4 separate regions of the Mus musculus genome follow, and all the other regions are linked to region 4. A link is a contact called in public HiChIP or PLAC-seq data. All regions are on one chromosome and are shown on one strand. Each heading gives the region's core, a stretch centred on a gene start, on an enhancer-like site or on the middle of the called end of the contact. The rest is flanking DNA. Distances are from core to core; before and after follow the strand shown. Region 1 has its middle 190 kb from the start of Gm22536. Region 2 has its middle 220 kb from the start of Gm22536. Region 3 overlaps Pcdh7 (protocadherin 7). Region 4 holds the start of 4932441J04Rik (RIKEN cDNA 4932441J04 gene).

Region 1 (3,161 bases), core at 424-2,923, 510 kb after region 4:
GTGGTTATCGAAAAAGAAAAAGGAACTATTTCAAACTGAACTTTTTATCACTTTAATTTTTTCAGTTAAAATGATAAGATATTCCTGTTGCCATTATTTCTGCTTTAAAATGTACACCAGTTATTCTCAGAGTGCAAATAATTGCACAGGAAACAAAATGATTAGATGGGTGTGGGGAAACCCTGCTAATTAAGGTCACAGTCTACCATTACTCGATAGCTTCTCTGAGCTCATAGCAAAATAGCGGATTCTCTTTACCAGCAGCAGCACTTTTCTTTCTCTGACCTTGTCTAGGGAGCCTGACCCCCCACTACCCTCAACATGAGAAAGAGTGAGCAGTCCTTGGCAGACCTACAAGTTCAACTTTCTCTTTTCCCTGGTAAGAATCCACCCAGGAAGTACCTGGTGTTCCTGAAATGCCTCTTCATACAAACAAGGTATTCACAGTACTTTAAACAGCAGCTAAAAATTTCATTCTCCCTGAAAACTCCTTCCCACTTTCCAAAGCTCATATATAGCACTTTTCCACACCAAATAAAGTTTATGAGTACAAGCTTACCCCAAATAGAGGTATGCACACAAGCTAAGATTGGCTAAGAGAGCTGTTTCACTGAAGATTGTGGGAAGAGAAGGCTTTGTCTAAGAGAGTTGTAACATTAAGATCCCCACTCCCACTCTGTCTCCTGCATTCACCCCCAGTGGGACCTGAAGACCCCATTCATTATTGACTCCTCTTCATCCTTTCAGCATGGAGTGCAGTGGTGGCTGAAATGGGAAGAAAACAGGATGACCCACGGCTGGTCCCCAACATGCACAGCATAGAGGAGACTATTTTTACCAATATAGTATTTGTACTATTTCTATTGTACTCTCCTCTGATGATGCATGAGCAGGTATTGGTGAATTCCAGTTGATTGGCAATAACAAGTGCTTGCTTTTGTGAAGGTTGGTTCTCTGGATTAGAAACCATTTCTAGTCTATGCTGTACTTAGAATTTTAAGATGTCTCCATGACACCTCATTTGTCTTAAAGCACTCAAAACTAAATATACTAAACTTACCCTTCAAAAGGTCTGTCTTTGATCTCTGCCAACATTCATTCAACAGCCTTTTATAGCTAAAAAAAAAAAATAGCCTCAATATCCATCTTTGCTGGTAAGGTGATTCCTAAATCTACTGTGATATCATACACCGATAAATGACTTTAAAAGACAGGGAAATGTGCTTGAGGGAGGAGGAGTTATCTGATATGATTTTCATTAAATAGAGAAGGAATTTTACATGAAAGTGACATTTAAAGCTATCTGTGAGTGTTCTGAAGCAATTTTATTTGAGAATGAGAAATCGAGACAATATTGAGTGTTAAAACGGTGCCTATGTTTGTTGGCTCAGTAATCTTACAGACTGCTTAATCTGGGCTTTGGATTTTGAAATTGAGTCCAGCCCCTGTACTTTTGTAATGGCCTCCTTTTATTTATGCACCTAACCATTGTCTGTGAAGTCAGGTAATAGCTGCAAATCAAAGGGCACATTCTTGTTCCCTGTCACATGCCCTGCTCCTTAAACATTAGAATAAACAGATGAGGCTTGGCCAAAGCTGTTGTCAGCAGCACACTGCTTCCAGTGGCAATAAATCTCCCACTAATGACGTTAGGGAATAGAGCTGGTCTTTTGTACTGTCTTTCCTCACTGCTCTATTTTAAGGCGATGCCTCTGTAAACAAGCACTTCTATAATGTGCGGTATTACATGGTGTGAAATAAGCTGGGTCCATTAGCATGATGTGAAACTGGGTCTTAGAACAATAAAGGGATATATTGTGATGTGGACAGCTGAGGAAATACTGCTCTGAACCATGTAAGCACACTGACAAAAGGCAGCCTGGCTTAGTTTTCTTTATAAAAGCCTTCACATGTTTCTACATTTATTAAAAAGTGACCCTCTTGAACTCAGTCTGAATGATATTAAAATGCTGACAGAGAGACAAAAATGAAATGTCTGCCAAAACATTTTCCCATCAATACTGATGTTTTCTATTTATTTTACCCTAGATGAAAAAGAATAACTGAATTAGGAAACTTGGCATTTGTAATTTCAATAGCAAATAGGTCCTACCTAGTAATACTTCTGAAGAAGTGGATGAAGATTCTTTTTTTTTTTTTTTAAATAAGCTCTTATGCCAGAAGAAGGGGAAATATTGAGTTATTTTGAGCTATGAGATCTAACACTCTTAATACCTCTTTGATGTAAACATAAAAATATGGGAAACATATATTGTTTCTCAAGACTTGATCTTGTCTAAAACGCAATGACCACACTTGAAGCCTTCCTTCTTCTGTGTTCTCATCGGCTTTGAAAAGCATATCTTAGCCTTTGTAAACTGTCCTCTATGTCTTTCCTTTCCTTTTTTCTTTTAAGAAGCTCATGTCTTCAGAACAGTGTGTTCAAGGACCCCAAAAGGGCACAATTAACCAAAAACATTTACATATTTTTACGGGAGGTAAATTTTTGAAAAACATTGTTCTGGCCCATTAATATGAAATGAACTTTCATTTCATTTCCTAGATGGAAATGCCTTCATTATTTTTGAGGTTAGTGTTTTGTATTCAGCAATATCAAGATCAGCAATTGATCCTAAAGTGACCTCACTAAAAACACTCTGTATGAACTACCTCCATGAGACCTAAAGAAAAGGAAATAGTAACTTCTTCTGGGCACCTCACTTTAAATGAAATATAGATCATAACCCCCAATGGTTTGATTCAGCTTTTTTTAAAATTTATTTTATATTTTAGCATAAGAGGAAAAGAAATCATATTTAAGGGCCTGGACTTAGGCAGTAAAATCTTTGAGGCACAAGAATAAAGACCCAACTTCTGAACTTCAATTCCTTCCTAAAAAGCTGCAAGTGGAAGTGCACAAGTGTGTCCCAGTGACCAGACAAGGATCCAGGGAGGCTGCTGATAAGTTAATCTGAATGAGCTAGTGAGTTTCAGGTTCAGTAAAAAAAATTTATCTCAAAAAATGATTGAGAGCAATTGAGAAAAATATCTGAAATTAACATCTGGTCTCAATATACACATCCACATACACCTGAAAAAATTACACACACATACACACACACACACACACACACACACACACACACACACACACCATGCAT
Region 2 (3,302 bases), core at 185-2,684, 470 kb after region 4:
ATAGCATCATATTAATATATATGCTTCTGATGTATTTATATTTTTTCATGTGTGCATGTTTTTACTTTTAGTACCTTAAGTTTGAAAATCAGTATGCACAATTTTTCAAATACAGTACAAATTGACCTTTTTTGACTTTAGTTTAGAGACTGCTTTCTCTCTTTTTATCTCACTGTATATAAATATATATTCATAAAGTAATTATAATCTATCTATCCATCTATCTATAGCTAATGTAATTATTCCCTAGATATGTCTTATTTTGGTTATGTATTCCTTTAATAGTGTCACTTAGCTATTTCCAATTTAGGAATTGCTAGAAGCAGTGCTGTGATTGATCGCTCTTCCTAACTTCATTTATCTGTTGTGACTTCTACCACCAGGAATTTATCACTGCAGATCTGGATTCTGCTTGTCTGGATGGCCATCTTCGCAGCTGTCTTTGGACAGATCCTCTTCTCCTGTATCTGTCTTGGCATAATAGATGCTCATAGTGCTCTGCAAGTGAGACCTTGTGAGCTTACCTAACATAATACCCGGAAGCCAAGAAAGAAAGAAAAGAGAAAACCCCAAACTTCTCAATCTTTCTCAAATCATGAAGTAAACAATATCATACTTTGTATAGGTTGTGCACAAAAAAGTAGATATTAAGTACTATTTTACCCAACATGCTTCACTTTAAAATAACTTAGCTACTAAGTGATGCTTTTATCTGTCTTTCACTAATTTAGTTTACAAAAAGTGTTTTCTCTTTACTATTCCTTCTTGACATTGTCAGTGAATCCAGGGCAAGAAGGAAGTCAGGTGTTGTATGAGAATTAAGAGTTTTCCTAGTACTTCAGTAAAATATGTGTATATTTTTAAATGATTATCCATGGCTAATTTGATATGAAAAATCAACGTGGTACAGAATCACTGAGACTTTACTTATAATTGTGTTTACATTATTACAGCCTTGTTATTTTTCTCCATTGGGTTTATGCCTGTGGTTTCTATGTTGGATTCCCACCCCAAGGTGGGTTTAAGATTGCATATCTAAAAGCACACCAAAGCCCTGAATCATTTAAATGTGATAAAAATCAATTTTACCTGTGTTATTCCCAGCTGAATGCCACTTCTGATGTGCACCAGCCTCAAAAGAAATTAAAAGATAAGTAACATGATTACAATCAGATTAGCTTGCCTAGGCAGACAAACAAGATTGCAGAGTTCTGTGAGTTAAGATACTCACTTCCTAGTGAGTCTGGTTTACATCACATTAAGCAGAAATGAGTTTCCGATATGTATACGACAAAACAAAGTGGGAGAGAAATTCCAGCCTTGTAGCTGAATGTGAGTCAAGGAAACTGTTATTTTGTGACTGTTCAAGAATTACTGCCTGTCAGGAAACTTTATACGGTTTCTTAAGGGAAAAAAAAATGAATCATTCTCCAAGACTTCCTGGTTGTTCAAACTAAAATGAGTATTTCTTTGACTAACTGAGCTCATGAAAGTCAGGAGGAGAATGAAGAGGGGGTGGAAGTCTTGACTCCCAACTTTTTCTCCACTGAATAATATCAAATGAATAATATCAAATAGCAAACTATGGTGAGTCACATCTATGCAGAAAAGACAAACACATAAGAGTGAGTTATCTTAAGTAAGAAAACTGTCCATTTCATTAGTACGACTGTGGAGATCAAAGCTTCCAGATGTATTAATCTTATTTAAAAGATATATTTAAAAAAATACTCTAGCACAAAAGTAAAAAAAAAAAAAATAGAAAAAAGAAAAAAAGAAAGAGAAAAAGAGTATCACCAAGAAGAGGAACAATTTGAACAATGATCATTCAAGTAACTTTGTGAATATCATTCTCAGGTTGTTTTTTTTTTCCTTTCAGTTTATAAGGCTGAACAAACCATATACAGCAAGCAAGTACACAGAACTCTTCCATAGCCTCTGCATCAGCTCATGACTCCAGATCCCTGCACTGACTTCCTTTGATGTTGAATGATTATATGGAAGTATAAGTCAAATAAGCCCTTTCTTCCCCCACTTCCTTTTGGTTATAGTACTATACCAAAGCAACAGTAATACTAACTATGACAAAAATTTGTGATATGAATGTAGGGTATTGTTGTGACAGACCTGACCGTAGACTTTGGAGCGGGTTGTAGAAGGACTTGGGAACTTTGTGCCATAAACCATTGAGTGTTCAAAGCTTGGTGAGTTGTTCTGTGGGGTCTTGGAAAATAGGGATGCTGGGAGAAACGCCAGGCTAAAGAAGTAGCACCTACAGGACTCCAATACTAACTTGATCAGCTGCCTTAGGAAGTACAACCTTGGCCACCTCTGGAAGCCAGCTTTTGTACTCTGACAAAATATAGGCCTTGCTTGTGAAGTTTTAGAGGGAAGAAGCTGTTCTATTAAGCCAACAATCTGTTCTGTTTGGTCAGATGGAGCTGAAGAATCAGCTGTGATTAATTAGAGACCAGAAACACTAATGTGAAACCTTTGTGTTGCTGGTCAGTTTCAGTTAAGCAATCAGTAACAATTAAGAAGAGACCAGCATCATTGAGGTCCTGAAATCTTCTGGGAAGTGTTTTCTTGAATCAGAATAGGAAAGTAGTGTTCCAGGGGTGGCCAAGGTCATATGTACCTCATGCTGGAAACTGAACATGGTCTTGGATCAGTAGTCCAGGTGGTTCCTGTTTTGAAGGCATGGATCAGTCATAGAGAACTTCAGACAGCTGACACTGTGAATACCCAGGAAAGCCCATTGGTGAAGTTACAGCTTCAGTAGCAATTGAATCTCTAGGAATTTAGGGCTCATGAAAAAGAGGTGAGGTTTGTTGACACCGTGAGGGCCAAAAAGAGGCTGGCTATTCCTGAAAGCTCAGCCCAGTTGACACAGAGATGCATTTTAAAGATGTCAGTATCATGGAGTGCCTGTCAAGAATTGTAGCAGCAATAAAATGAAGCAGGTCTGAACTTAAAAGACAAACTGTGTGTCTTTTAGAGGGTGGAGCCTGAGAAGTGATCCAGGCCCTTTGGAGTAGCCCAGAAGATTTTGAGACTGGGCATCTCTTTGGCCTGTGCCCTGGTTCTTCCCTCCTGAAGTAAGAACTTGTTTTGTGTGTTTTTGATTGTATTCGAGTCAACAGTTGTCAAGTTTGAATTTTAAAAGACACTTTAGATTTAAAAAATAATACTTTGGATTTTTAAAGACTTAATTTTAAAATGTTTGAACTTAAAAAAAAAAACTGTGAGACATTTTAAGCTTGTAAAATGTTTTATATTGTGGTGTTTATATTAAAATGTGA
Region 3 (3,588 bases), core at 343-2,842, 310 kb after region 4:
AAGTCAAGTCTTCATTAAGCTACATAATGTAAAATATATTTCCTGATACTCACATGAAATATGATTATAATAAAAAATATTGTAAAAATCTTTGTGGCAAATGGTAGCATTTCAAGGATATATTTTTAAAAATTAAAGGAATAATCATTAGCATGGAAGATCAATTCTGTAGAAAACTAGTATTGCGTATACATTCCCAGATGACTTCACGTAGCCTTCATTTTTTATAAATATAGGGAATTTACCAATAAATATGTGCCACTTGACATTACTACTGTTAAGCATGTTGTACTGCATAATTAATCAATTAATTAATTATATTTTAGAAAAGGTTTCTCTTCGTAGCCCTACCTGGAGCTACCTATTCAGGCCCAGACTGCCCTTGAATCCACAGAGAGCTGGCAGAATCTGCCTCCCAAGTGCTGGTATTGAAGGCGTGCCCCACATACCTGGTTGTCAGACACCTTTTAATAACCCAACTTTTGAAAGTTTTAGACCTTTGTAAACATTCCACTTCATGTCTTTTCTCCCTGTCTGCACATTTTCCTTTGAGATGTTTCCTAAGTTCTTCCCAATCATAGAAATTTCACATTATCTCTGTGACTAGTGTCATACCCTCTATTTCCACTTAAGTTGTACCTCCAGTGGATTTAAACTTAAAGCCTGCATATTTGATGTAGAAGTGAAGTAATGAGGAATCCCGAGGAGGCTGTGATCTGAACGACAGCAGCCAGGCAAGCAGGAAAGAAGTTAACAACAGTGGGCATACCAAAATGAGCATACTGTGAAGACACGTGTTCCTAGTTTTATGAACATATTATGGGGGCTGACAGATGCTATGATAAATTTGTATGAAGATATTGTCTGCAGCATAGTTTTTATGTATTCCCTTTGAAGCTGCGAGTGTATGTGTCTGTGAGCAAATATGTGTTAGCATACGTGCCTTTCTGCCTGCCTCATATTCGTTCTAGAGAACTCAGCATTCTGCCACCTTGGCATCCTGTGAAATGCAAACATTCCTACACACCATTGGTACTCTTGGTGCCTCTCGTGTTTGGCCATAAACTCATGTTGCATTATTTGACTTTCATTTGGACAGAAACCAAACAGATATGTAAGGAGCACTTCGTACACTCACCCTTGAGGATGCATCCTCTGAACCCACATTACTGTTGTATGACTGACCACTACTTCGAAAAAGTTACATCTAGCCATGTCGCCAAGGCAGTCAGCTACTGGTCCACAAATTGGCTAATAGTTAATTAATACAGTCAATCTGTGCAATAGTACTGTCTCAGGGGTGTAAAAAAATCACTGCATTTTAATCTAGGAAAAGGAAGCCTTTAGCATCTATTTCTAAGCTTGTCTTTTAAGCGAATTGAATGCAGTTCTTGCAGTAGAAATTTCTAACCGAGTCCATAGGAACTCCTGAGCTCCCAGGAGGAAGCGGTGCCCCAGGGCTGCTGGCATAAATCTGGGAACCAGCCACGACTTGCTGCCTGTCTGCTAAGTCTGGATAAAGTGGCTAATTCATCTCTACAAGGACTCTAAATCACCAGCTGAGCTTCCGTAGAAGCTGGACACACAAAGCCCTGTGCTCTGTGTGTGGGGATGTTTGCTTTACCGCTGATCAAACACCTCGGTCCTTTGAGTGCCGGATATACTCTCCTACATTATTCTTTCTAGTATTGCACATTATTTTTATAGAAATCCTGGAAAGACCTAAATTCATATACTTATATACACGCCCCTATATACATGTATTTAACTGTTATGTGAGAAGTTCCTCATATACATAAACACGTGATATTAACATAATTTCTGCAAAATTGCTTATCATCTCATTTTGTTAGTGGGAAAAAAACTCTTGTATCAATTTTGGTTATCTATTGTTGGTGTATTACTTATTTAACTAAATATGGAAAAACTTTAGATACCTGTGTAAAATTACTTAACCGACTGAATGTAAACGAAAACAATGTTTTGTATATATTTGTTTAATTAATGGCTATGATAATATTATGCTTTCTATAGGTTTATTTTCAGTTTAAAAAACTGTCTTTCAAGCCCGACATAGTGGCTCATGCCTTTAATCATTTAGTACTTGGAGGCAGAAGTAGGTAGAGCTATATGAGTTCAAGGCCAGCCTGATCTATACAATAATTTCACAGGCAGAGCTATAAAGTGAGAATCTGGTTCTAAAACCAAAACAAACCAAAACAAAACATTATTTAAAAATAAGAATCTTCTAGAAAAAAATTTTCGCTGATACACCAAGTTCTTTTTATAGCCCATGAAAGGCTTAAATAACCTAAACTGACATGACATTATTGGGTTTATATATACAGAAATAGATAAATGATAAAATGATACTGATGAACAGGGCTATACATAGAAGTGTTTTAAAGAGTTTAACATATTTTCAACAGAACTGGTTTTTTTTGTTGTTTTTTGTTTGTTTGTTTGTTTGTTTTTTTTGCTTATTTCTCATACTCAAATTTTATTATTTAAATGTGAGAAACATTGCTAACAGGGGAGATGAAATAAATTTCACTTTAATATCTCTAAATTTATGGCTTAGCATTTTAGGATTCTGTAATCATGTTTTAAATGCAGTCTTCCTATAGCTGGAGTTTTTCATTGACAAAAGCATGTGATAGACAACGTTGAGGAGAGGTGTTTTAATTTAATTTAATTTTTTACTTACTCAGTGTTCATCCAACTCACTGCTCCCCTCTGGGCCTCCCCTCCCACAGTGCTTCACCCTTCTTCTCTGAGCATGTGGAAGCCCCCCTCTCCCCCCCCCATCCCTCTACCCTGGCACTTCAAGTGAGGAGAGCTGATTTTACAAAAGGTTACTAAGATCACTTACTTCAGAATAACTTGAAGCTTTGAGAAGTAAAATAGGTGTGAGGAGAGTAGGAAAGCCATCTTTGCTTCACAGAGGTAAGCACTTCAGTGAGTGAAGAAACCCTGGCTGGCCTGTGGCTTTGATTTGTTTTGATGTCTGACTGTATCCAGTGCAGCTGATTAAGTGAGGCTGCAGATATGTGATTTGATACACTACTAGTAATTTTCCGAGTTTATTATAAAATTTTGTCTTGTACATCCTGAAATGTAGTTAATGTTAAATATAGCTTGGTTTTGAAGGCTTGCTTGATTTCTTTTGCTGCTAATCATTCATGTGCATTTGTGACCAGAAAATCACTTAAGGATATTAATTCATCACTGGCAACGTTGCCCAAATCAAAAGCATCTAAGTCTGCTTATTGTAACGTGTAGGTCTTGTGCCAACTTTAGTTAATGCCCAATCAACTAATCACAGATTTAAAATGAGAGTCTTCATTTCAAAGTCTGTCTTAGACTCTCTAGATATCTAGGGCAGGTCTAAGAGAGTGACATTTAGAAGAGAGTTCTTAATTAAGTGATAAGTTAGGGGCTCTTGACAGAACCTTATGCCTGCATCTTCACACACGCACAGTATATATACAAATACATATATGCATATATGTATGATATATACATACACACATGCATGCACACACACAGGCACACATACACCTTGTATAGTGTAAAGTCCTGGCTCTA
Region 4 (3,394 bases), core at 168-2,667:
CAGACTGCGGTGGTCATGAGTGAGAACCGGGGAAGCCTCACGCCCGGGAATGGCAGGGAGGATCACGAGGCACAAAGTCAAAAGGAGAGAAAAGAGGTTAAGCATACTCGGTACACAAAGTTGCCATTAAAGTTTATTTCCCTTATATCCAGATAGGTGACGCTACACTTTGCCGGTTACTAAAAGCTGCAGGCTCTGCTTAGAAAATAATACCCAGGCTTCTAGCATGTGTTTTATTCCCCAGGCGCGTGCACACACGGTCTATCCCCAGTGAGAGCCGGATGACAGGAATTCCAAGCATTTAAACAAAGGCAGGCATTCTCCCCTCCCCAACCCAGACCTCCAAAGTCTGGGCTCCAAAAAAGGATCCTCTCTGGCTCTCGTTGGAGTTTGATGCTCTCTCTTCACTACTGCAGCCCGTCACGGTTTGGCAGAACACAAGCTTGGCTTTCGGAACTCAGACATCGACCTCAGCCTACCAGTAGCAATTCACTAACCCAGATGCTAAATTGCGAAACGAAGACACGTTGCGGGTGGGAGTTGGGGCGGGAGGGGGGCATCGTCTGAGGGTAGACGTGGGAGGAAGGTATACTAACACCCTCACTTCAGCTCTTACCCACGCAGCCGGGTTTAGTCTACCAGCCCTAGAGGGGGAAAAAGAATCACCCCACCCCCACCCAAACTGCCTAAGGAGACTAGACTTTGGCTTATCGGGGCTGAGATTGGGCAGTTCTCAGTCGGCCCCACGAAGCGAAGCCTGGCTTCGGTGAGCGCCGCGGCTGGCTAGTCCTTCCTCCCGCCTCCCTTCCCTGGGCCCTCCTCCCTGGTTCTCTGCAACTGTGTAGTTTCGGATACCGCCGCCGCCGCTGCAGCGTCGGAGTCAAGTCTGACTCCGGAGCCCGCGGGCTTTCCGCAACAACCACCAGTTTATGCAAACTTGCGGGTTTCCGGCTAGTGGGTAGCGAGAGTAGGAGCTTCCCCGGAGCGATTCGGTGTCTCGGAACAGCCACAGCCAGAGAGGCGGCGGGAGCGCGCGCACCAGACTCTGCTAGACGCGAAAGCGGACGAGACAACTGCGGAATTCACCCGCCGCGCCAGGGCACTTCCGAGACAACAGCCGACTGGCACTTTTTCTCCCTTTGGCAAACTAGATTTTTTTTTTTTAAGCTACTTGGCAGCTCTGTTTGACTCCACCTCCCCCTCCACCCCCGCCCCAGTGGCTTTGGCTTTTCTTTGGAAATCCGGACAGAATTGGGCATCTTTGTTAATTGCCGTTAGGAGTGCCCGGTCGTGAGCTTTCACCGGGCCAGTGTCGCGCGGATGCACGGAGCCAGGCTTGCTCACCTTTGAACTGCAAAGGGATCAAGTTCAGCTCGAGTTCCCCGCATTGAGACTGGAAGAAGCTGAGAGACTGTGCTGGAGAGAGTGAGAGAGGGGGGGAAAGGGGAAAGGAGAGGAGGGAGGAGAGAGAAGAGGAGGGAGGAGAGAAAGAGAAGGAGGGAGGGAGGGGAGGGATCGAGAGAGAGCGGGGAGAGAGAGAGAGGCTGCAATCTCCTCCCTGAATCGCGCACAGCGCTGCAGATCCCACTGCTCCAACACGCGGGCCGAATGCAGGTGAGGGAAGGCACGGACTCTGCGGCTGAGAATCCAAACTTGGGCACCGCGCGGTGCGCACGGTTCGGCTCTCGCCCCCGCGGGCGAATGGTTGCTGCGGTTTCAGGCGGCGGCTTCGTGACTAATGACCTTGCGCAGAGTTGTTAAGAAAAAAAGAGAAACCGGAGCTCTTCGGGGTGAGAAGCGACCGACTCTGGGCGTCTCTGAAGATGGCTCGGGCTGCTCTTTGGCGCGCCGGGAGCACCCGGTCGCGGACCGAGCTGTGACGCGAGGCGTCTTTTCGCTGCACCTTGCCCGAAGCGACCTGCCGTGGAATTTTTCATTCAAGATATGTTGAGTGGCTTCCCGGCTGCTTAAGAGGAGTCAGAGTTAAGACTGGCTTGTTGCTCGCCCCAGAGCCTGAAGCAGGAAGCGGTTCAGGTTTGTCTGGACCTCGGGAGCCTAAACAGAGCCTGGGTCTAGAGTGAGTAGCTGGAACGTGAATTGGACTTAACTCGAGTAGCAGTAAGGACTAACGCTGCTGTCAGGCGGGGAAGGCTGCAGGTTTGTTCTAGTCCGCTACCAGGCTCCGCCGCCCTCTTGCAGAAGCGGTTCCGGCCCCTTCCCAGGGCTTGGAGACTGGATCTCAGTATCTTCCCACTGCGGGGATGACTTTGTGGGGGCACCGAGCCCGTGGCGCGCAGTGTCCCGTGAACTGTGAGTACTGCGAGTAAACGGTGGCCGGCGAGCGGGCGATTAGCACCCATTGCATGAATTATGAAACAATAACTTTCGGAAGAAGCAGGAGGAGAAAAAAAGAAGCATCTCTAGCTGCCCCCCTCCCATCGGCCGACTCTACGCGCTACTCTGGCCCCCTCCCTCCCCTCCCTCTCGTTTCTTCCTTTCCCGGAGAGGAGGACCGAGGGGAGGGCAGGCGGCCAGCCCCGGAGGAGGGGGGTGCCGAGGGGGGTTGTGGTTAGAAGGAGCAGTAGCAGCAGCAGCAAGAGAAGATGCTGAGGATGCGGACCACGGGATGGGCGCGCGGCTGGTGCTTGGGCTGTTGTCTCCTTCTGCCGCTCTGCTTCAGCCTGGCCGCCGCCAAGCAGCTGCTCCGGTACCGGCTGGCCGAGGAGGGCCCCGCCGACGTGCGGATCGGCAATGTGGCCTCGGACCTGGGCATCGTGACCGGCTCCGGCGAGGTGACTTTCAGCCTTGAGTCTGGTTCTGAGTATCTGAAGATTGACAACCTCACCGGCGAGCTGAGCACCAGTGAGCGGCGCATCGACCGAGAAAAGCTGCCCCAATGTCAGATGATCTTCGACGAGAACGAATGTTTCCTGGACTTCGAGGTGTCGGTGATAGGGCCCTCACAGAGCTGGGTGGACCTGTTTGAGGGTCGGGTCATCGTGCTGGACATCAACGATAACACGCCCACCTTCCCGTCGCCGGTGCTCACGCTCACGGTGGAGGAGAACCGGCCTGTAGGCACGCTCTACCTGCTGCCCACGGCCACCGATCGTGACTTTGGTCGCAATGGCATCGAACGCTACGAGCTGCTCCAGGAGCCCGGGGGTGGCGGCGGCAGCGGCGAGGGAAGGCGCTTGGGGCCGGCGGACAGCGCCCCCTACCCAGGGGGCGGCGGGAACAGCGCGAGCGGCGGCGGCTCTGGAGGCTCCAAGCGGCGGCTGGACGCGCCTGAGGGTGGCGGCGGGACGAGTCCTAGTGGCCGAAGCAGTGTGTTTGAGCTTCAGGTGGCAGACACTCCAGACGGCGAGAAACAACCGCAGCTGATCGTGAAGGG

What was found. HiChIP or PLAC-seq counts read pairs in DNA pulled down with a chosen protein or histone mark.
Region 1: an H3K4me3 HiChIP or PLAC-seq map of neural tube shows a contact between it and region 4, with 4 times the contacts expected there. The contact joins the enhancer-like site here to the promoter of 4932441J04Rik in region 4. A contact is called at or near these places in 2 of 39 promoter capture datasets (the 3T3-L1 cell line and liver), 2 of 484 Hi-C or Micro-C datasets (the G1E-ER4 cell line and bone marrow-derived macrophages), 5 of 115 datasets of contacts at active chromatin or transcription factors (the NIH/3T3 cell line, acute myeloid leukemia, astrocytes and 2 more) and 1 of 9 other capture datasets (adipose tissue).
Region 2: a contact with region 4 is called in a CTCF HiChIP or PLAC-seq map of the NIH/3T3 cell line, with 7 read pairs. The contact joins the enhancer-like site here to the promoter of 4932441J04Rik in region 4. A contact is called at or near these places in 4 of 39 promoter capture datasets (the 3T3-L1 cell line, cancer-associated fibroblasts and hematopoietic stem and progenitor cells), 1 of 15 datasets of contacts at CTCF or cohesin (the NIH/3T3 cell line), 8 of 484 Hi-C or Micro-C datasets (adipose-derived mesenchymal stem cells, nephron progenitors and uterus), 13 of 115 datasets of contacts at active chromatin or transcription factors (the NIH/3T3 cell line, T-cell acute lymphoblastic leukemia, acute myeloid leukemia and 9 more) and 1 of 9 other capture datasets (adipose tissue).
Region 3: a contact with region 4 is called in an H3K4me3 HiChIP or PLAC-seq map of neural tube, with 4 times the contacts expected there. The contact joins the enhancer-like site here to the promoter of 4932441J04Rik in region 4. A contact is called at or near these places in 5 of 39 promoter capture datasets (the 3T3-L1 cell line, the HPC-7 cell line, hematopoietic stem and progenitor cells and 1 more), 14 of 484 Hi-C or Micro-C datasets (the AML12 cell line, the G1E-ER4 cell line, the HL-1 cell line and 7 more), 18 of 115 datasets of contacts at active chromatin or transcription factors (the NIH/3T3 cell line, T-cell acute lymphoblastic leukemia, acute myeloid leukemia and 15 more) and 2 of 9 other capture datasets (adipose tissue and liver).

The regions. Positions count from the first base shown.
Region 1 is chr5:58,227,243-58,230,403 of GRCm38.p6, forward strand. No RefSeq gene overlaps it. Among named protein-coding and RNA genes, the nearest start is that of Gm22536, 190 kb to the right of the region's middle. Within about 2 kb of position 1,674, at least 3 of the 459 cell types and tissues checked have an H3K27ac peak or open chromatin away from gene starts, as enhancers often do. A contact at or near this core is called in neural tube, where this site is marked.
Region 2 is chr5:58,189,382-58,192,683 of GRCm38.p6, forward strand. No RefSeq gene overlaps it. Among named protein-coding and RNA genes, the nearest start is that of Gm22536, 220 kb to the right of the region's middle. Within about 2 kb of position 1,435, at least 9 of the 459 cell types and tissues checked have an H3K27ac peak or open chromatin away from gene starts, as enhancers often do. A contact at or near this core is called in the NIH/3T3 cell line and adipose-derived mesenchymal stem cells, where this site is marked.
Region 3 is chr5:58,024,424-58,028,011 of GRCm38.p6, forward strand. All of the region lies in intron 2 of Pcdh7 (protocadherin 7), which reads left to right. Among named protein-coding and RNA genes, the nearest start is that of Pcdh7, 310 kb to the left of the region's middle. Within about 2 kb of position 1,593, at least 8 of the 459 cell types and tissues checked have an H3K27ac peak or open chromatin away from gene starts, as enhancers often do. A contact at or near this core is called in neural tube and oligodendrocyte precursor cells, where this site is marked.
Region 4 is chr5:57,716,502-57,719,895 of GRCm38.p6, forward strand. It overlaps 4932441J04Rik (RIKEN cDNA 4932441J04 gene), which reads right to left and starts at 1,418. Exons shown (of 5, transcript NR_015588.2): 1 at 1,345-1,418. It overlaps Pcdh7 (protocadherin 7), which reads left to right and starts at 1,580. Exons shown (of 3, transcript NM_001122758.2): 1 at 1,580-3,394. The coding sequence starts at 2,604.